Regions from separate parts of the Sus scrofa genome. Here region 1 is linked to region 2. Evidence: chromatin contacts called from public Hi-C data. All regions are on one chromosome and are shown on one strand. Each heading gives the region's core, a stretch centred on a gene start, on an enhancer-like site or on the middle of the called end of the contact. The rest is flanking DNA. Distances are from core to core; before and after follow the strand shown. Region 1 holds the start of PCP2 (Purkinje cell protein 2 homolog). Region 2 holds the start of SNAPC2 (snRNA-activating protein complex subunit 2).

Region 1 (2,700 bases), core at 176-2,675, 180 kb after region 2:
GCTGCCGCACAGGTCTGGGAACCACACTCTGAACAGCAAGGGTCTAAAAAAAAATGGTTGACCACCACCCTCTGCCTGTTTTCTAGACATACATTTGCCCCCATTCCCCCCACTTCTGCTGTCAAACAGAGGCTGCTGGGTAGAAACTATTTACTCTCTGATCCTCTACAGAAAAAGGGTGCCAACCCCTGGTCTAAAGAAATCTCCCTTGGAGTTCCTGCTGTGGCGCAGCAGAAACGAATCCGACTAGGAATCAAGAAGTTGTGGGTTCAATCACTGGCCTCGCTCAGTGTGTTAAGGATCCAGCATTGCTGTGAGCTGTGGTGTAGGTCGCAGGCGGGGCTGGGATCTGGCATTGCTGTGGCTGTAGTATAGGCGGGTGGCTACAGCTCCGATTCAGCCCCTAGCCAGGGAACCACCATATGCCACAGGTGCGGCCCTCAAAAAGACAGAAACAAAAACAAAAAAAGGAAAGAAATCTCCCTGGCCTTGGTCCCTCCATCCCAATGCCTCCCTATCCCGACCTCTTCAGCCTCAGCCTACAGATGGTCTCCAATTATGATCCCAGAAAGTGTCAGCATTCTCCCCATTCCAGCCACACCAGCAGCTCCTTCCGCCTGGTTTATCTTCTCTCGGCCCCCAGCCTCCCCCACCCCCAAGGTGTCCCTCCCTCCCTCCCCTCTATATTATAAACATGCTTGGGCCTTGGCCTCCCTCATCAGTCTGAGGCAGGGGCCTGGGCCAAGGTGTTGAGCGCATCTCCGAGGCCCTCACACAAGACACAAGACACACTTGGGAAGGGAGCAATCTGCATCCTTTATCTGCGTGGGATCAGCGGCCCTCCAGGGCCCGGTCTCGGGCAATGACCGCCTCCTCGAACTTGATCATGAGCGTGGTGCCCTTGTGCCAGTGGGCCGTGACCTTGGCGGGGAAACCACTGTGCGTGAGCACCGCCTCCACGATGCCCGCCGTGAAGCTGGCGCAGTTGAGCGTGCTGTTCTCCTTGGGCACGGAGATGTAGGTGTTGATGAGCGGCTCCCGCTCGATGATATAGAAGGTGCGCGCGTCGTCGTTGGCCTGCTCCAGCTTGTCGGCCTCCTTGCCAAAGAGCGCCTTCCACACGGCGCCCTTAACGAAGAGCAGGGCGCCCAACACCTTGGTTTCGCGCCGGGCACCCTTTTCTCGAGCCACCAGCGCATCCAGAACGCGGGCGCCCACCTGGCGGCCCAGCGCGGCCAGGCGCGCCTGCAGCTCCGCCACGGAGAAGACACGGCTCTGGCAGTGCTGCACCAGCTCGGAGAAGAGCAGCGCGAAGGCGCTCAGGCTCACCTCCGTGCGCGGCCGGGCCAGTGCGCGCTCCAGCAGCGCCGACTTCCCGCGCGTGAAGCGCGCCTCCATGGCGCCGCCGCCGCCCTGCGGGGAAACAAGGAAACGTGGGTGTCAGAGGCGGGAAGAACCCCCTGCCCCTCCCCGCCCTCGTGTGCTCCATCGTTGACTTCCCACGTGGGAAGAGATGAGTGGAAGACATGCAGGCCTCCACCTGCGCGTAAAGCCTACGTGCGTTACGCCTAGCCAGCGACAAAGGAGGGGAGCTGGGGTAGGTTTAGATTCTTGCCGAGGAGGTTTGGGAGGGTGGCTCGAGGAGGAAGGTGGGAGGAGATACAAGAGGGGGACCAGAAGGGGTCGCCCCAAACGACCCAACGCTCGCGTTCCAGGTGATCCTCAGGCGTTAATAGCGCCATCATGAACCCTCCGCCACCTGTGCGAGTAATTATAAAGCTAATTAATGCACACGGGCCGGGGCGTCAGACCCAGGGCAGGAAGGGGAGGAGAACAGGCGGCCATGGGAGGACACTGGCAACTGCCCCTCTCCCACCGTGCGCTCCAGCAGCAACAGCGCCAACTTCCCAAGGTGAAAGTCGGGGAAATAGGGAGAGAGAGGAGTAGAAACAGCGTCGAGACCGAAGGCCATGAGCGTTGGGGGCTGGGGGAACCGGCAAGATACTCGAGGCAAGGAAAAAGGATGCCGGGAACCCTTCCAAACCCGTGCCCTGGGGCAACTCCGATTTGTCCTGCATGAAGCATGCCTTCTTGAGTGGGCCTGCGTTGGGAAAAAGACTGGACGGGCGGCCAGAGAAGGTGTTGGGAGCCCCCTACCCTCGTGCTCTCCAGAAAGGTAGGTGCACAGTGGGACTCCAGAAGGAGGGAGCCGACTGTGGGACCCGGAAGTTAGGGGAGCCAGGAGGGGGCGCTGTGATCCTCCCATCCCAGGGCGTGAGGCCACTGCTGTCGGTGGCTGGAGACCCGGAAAGGGGTTGTTGGGAGAAAACCACGAGGGGGTGCTGAGAAAAACACTGCGATGGGGGATGGCAGCAGATGTGGGGGATCCCAAGGGCGCTGAGACCCCCTCCCCCAAGGGTGGGGTCGGGAGGGGTGGTCGAGAACCCCGCCCAGACTATGTAGGGACAGGGCCAGAGGCAAAAAAGCCTAGGGTTGCTGAGAGGGACCCAACCAGGTCTGCGTGGCGGATGGAAAGTCCAGTGGGGGAGGGGAATCTCAGGAGCTCCAGGATGCACCTGCCCCGGTGCGCAGCTGCCTACGTGGGGAGGGCCCAGCGCGCGATAGGGGAGCGGGGGGGTGTTGAGACCCTCCACCCGGCTGCCATGGGGCTGGTGCGCTAAGCCGCGGAAAGATCTGGAT
Region 2 (2,700 bases), core at 54-2,553:
GACAAAGATGCAAGGCCAGTTCTGGCTCCTCCCTTTGGCAGGGCCCAAGCCCGTGCTAAGTACTACCCTAGTCACCTCCCAACTTCGTCCACTCTGCCCCATTCCCCGACTCATTTCAACCTCATTCCCGCCCAGGTGCTGGCTGCAATTTCCTTCCAGTCCCGGGCGGAGACCGGGTCTTACTCAGAGTTCGCCCCGCCCCCTCAGCCTTCCAGGGCACTGCCTCCTCCTAGCCCCGCCCCAAGACGCGCCATGCCCCGCCCCCACCCCGCCCTCAGCTTCTCGCAGGGACACACTGCCTAGCCTCGCACCAGTCCCGCCTCCTCCAGCGTTCTTCCGGTTCCTCAGCCTCGCCCCCGCCCTAAGCCTCACCCTCCACCCGCCCACTACCAGGACCCGCCCCGCCGCCAGTCCTGGACGCATCCTAGTCCCGCCTCCAGCCTCGCTCCCGTCTCCGGACCCCTCTTACCTCCGCATCACTTCTGCCCGACAGTTCCCGGGCCAGCTCGGCGGCGTCCGGCTCCGGCTGGCCCCGTCGCGCCTGCAGCAGTCGTAAAAGCTGCCGCTTCTCGCGGGCGCTCCAGGCCGCGGGCCGGGTCACCTCTCCCAGATAGCGCGCTGGGGCGGCTCGCCGCCGCTGAGGAGGCTTCATGCCGGTGCGGCGCGGGAGGGCGGTGTTGCAGCTGAGCCGTTTCCGTGGTGGGCGGGGTTACGGCGGCCGGTGGAGCCAAAAAGGCCCGCGCGGAGGCAGAAAGGGACGGGGGCGTGGCTCTGCGTTTGCAATCGGAAGCGAACTGCCATCCTGGGAAAAAATGGAAGGAGTGGTATCTGAGGCGGGAGCGGAAAAGACCCCCCCACACACACACACGCATTCTATCTCTTTTGTGAACTGGAGCCGACACCTTAGATCTCGTGCCTTCTCTCCAGTCCAGGACTAAGTCTTGGGAAACTCGCAGAGGGGTGGGCCCTGGCCAGAAAGCAACTATCCAGTCGTAGCCAAGAGCCTGGGTTGTGGGGTCGGCTAGCCCCGACTGGTGAGCAAGTGACTTGGCCGTGCCTAGCCTCAATTTCCTCAACCGTAAAATGGAGTTAATAGTCCTGCCCTTCTGTGCGGGGAGGAAGGAGCTCTGGCAGGAGGGATTTGAGGACCTTTAGGCTAGAGGGAGAGGGGGCTGGGGTAGACCTGAGCTTGTGGCTTAAGCGACGGCAGGATCTGGGCGGTGGGAGTGGAGCGCGAATAAGTTCCCTCTTTGAGAAGGCAGGTGGGCCGGTGTAGGGGTGGAGGAAGGAGAGGAGGCTTATTTAAAATTTAAGGGAGTTCCCGTTGTGGCGCAGCGGAAATGAATCCGACTAGTATCCTTGAGGATGCGGGTTGGATCCCTGGCCTCGCTCAGTGATTCGCGGATCTGGCATTTGCTGTGAGCTATGGTGTAGGTCGCAGACACGGCTTGGTTTCCCCGTTGCTGTGGCTGTGGAGTAGGCAGGCAGCTACAGCTCCGATTCGACCCCTAGCCTGGGAACTTCCATATGCCCCGGGTGCGACCCTAAAAAGCAAAATAAATAATTAAAATAAAATTTAAGCTGCTAGGGTTGGGTATCCTTTCTTTTATATGGAACAAAATGCCCTTGGGTCTCCTCTGGCACGTATTTGTATGCGTTTGAGCTCCGCCCCAAAGCCCCACCCCTCCAGTCTGGACCTCTCCCAACCCTGATTCCCCACCCACGAGCTAAGCGCCTACGCCAACTTCAGAACTCTGCAGTTCAGGCCACGTGTTTATTTTGAATCCAGGTGGGAGGATGGGAGGAGGAACGAGAGGAGGCGGGGCGCAGGGATTGTGGTCCCTTCGAATCCGAAGTCCTGGCGGGCGTGGTCTGAGGCCGTGGTTGGTATGTCTCCGGACCCTGTTGGGGGCGCGCCATCTCTGGGGAAGGGCGACTCGGGTTGAGCGGGGAGTAGGACACAGAGGCGGGTCACCCCCTTTCCAGCCGATCATTGGCCGCCCCATCAGTCTGTGTGCTGGGGTGAGGGTGAGTGCTAGGTCTGAAACCCAAATTTCTTTGCCTAGTGCCTGCCTGAGATGTTGAGGTCCTTTCCTGCGACGCTGAGCCTGCAATCCGCCGCGGGCCACCGAGTTCAAATCTCATCTTCACCAAATTTTGTGACCTTGGCAAGTCAGAGAGTGCCTCATTTTTCGTATCTCCATTATGGGGAGTATAAAAGTATCTACCATGTTACAGGGATTAACATGCGTAAAAAACTTGGAATTCTGCCTGGCAGAGAGAACGCGCTGTATAAGAGTCATTATCACCTCCCTCCTCCAGCTGTCCTACCGGCCCCACTTGACATTCCCCCTCATCTCTGCCCCCAACTCTTACCTGCCTTACTGGGGCCTTCAGGGCTGGGGGCCGCCCGGCGAGGTTCTTGGAGGCGGGCCAGGGGGTGGGGGCGCTGGAGAGGAAAGACAAGCTGAGGGGTTGGGTAAGGGCCTGGGCAAGGGCGCCCCCTGGGGGATTCTGCGGGCGTAGCGGAGGCATGGTCAGGCCCTTGCAGGCTGGGATCAAAGCGACCTGGGGACAGGACGCGCCAGAATAGGCTGGGGGCCAGGTAGAGATCCTGGGGGGGTCGGGGGTCGGGGCGGAGGCTGGTACCTGAGTGCGCGCAGACGAGGCCGAGCCCGGCAGCCAGAGCGGCGCCCAGCA

What was found. A called contact is a pair of places that touch in the nucleus more often than the background predicts.
Region 1: a Hi-C map of heart right ventricle shows a contact between it and region 2, with 4 times the contacts expected there. The contact joins the promoter of PCP2 here to the promoter of SNAPC2 in region 2. A contact is called at or near these places in 1 of 47 Hi-C or Micro-C datasets (heart right ventricle) and 1 of 2 datasets of contacts at active chromatin or transcription factors (alveolar macrophages).

Annotation. Positions count from the first base shown.
Region 1 is chr2:71,469,646-71,472,345 of Sscrofa11.1, forward strand. It overlaps PCP2 (Purkinje cell protein 2 homolog), which reads left to right and starts at 1,426. Exons shown (of 5, transcript XM_013987340.2): 1 at 1,426-2,176. The coding sequence starts at 1,971. It overlaps TRAPPC5 (trafficking protein particle complex subunit 5), which reads right to left. Exons shown (of 2, transcript XM_003123147.5): 2 at 796-1,413. The coding sequence starts at 1,398. The coding sequence ends at 832.
Region 2 is chr2:71,293,205-71,295,904 of Sscrofa11.1, forward strand. It overlaps SNAPC2 (snRNA-activating protein complex subunit 2), which reads right to left and starts at 1,304. Exons shown (of 5, transcript XM_003123198.4): 1 at 470-1,304. The coding sequence starts at 652. TGFBR3L (transforming growth factor-beta receptor type 3-like protein) reads right to left here. Exons shown (of 7, transcript XM_021083896.1): 5 at 2,650-2,700; 6 at 2,377-2,449; 7 at 1,756-2,164. The coding sequence ends at 2,394. LOC110259350 (a long non-coding RNA gene) reads left to right here and starts at 1,747. Exons shown (of 2, transcript XR_002341675.1): 1 at 1,747-1,887; 2 at 2,067-2,284.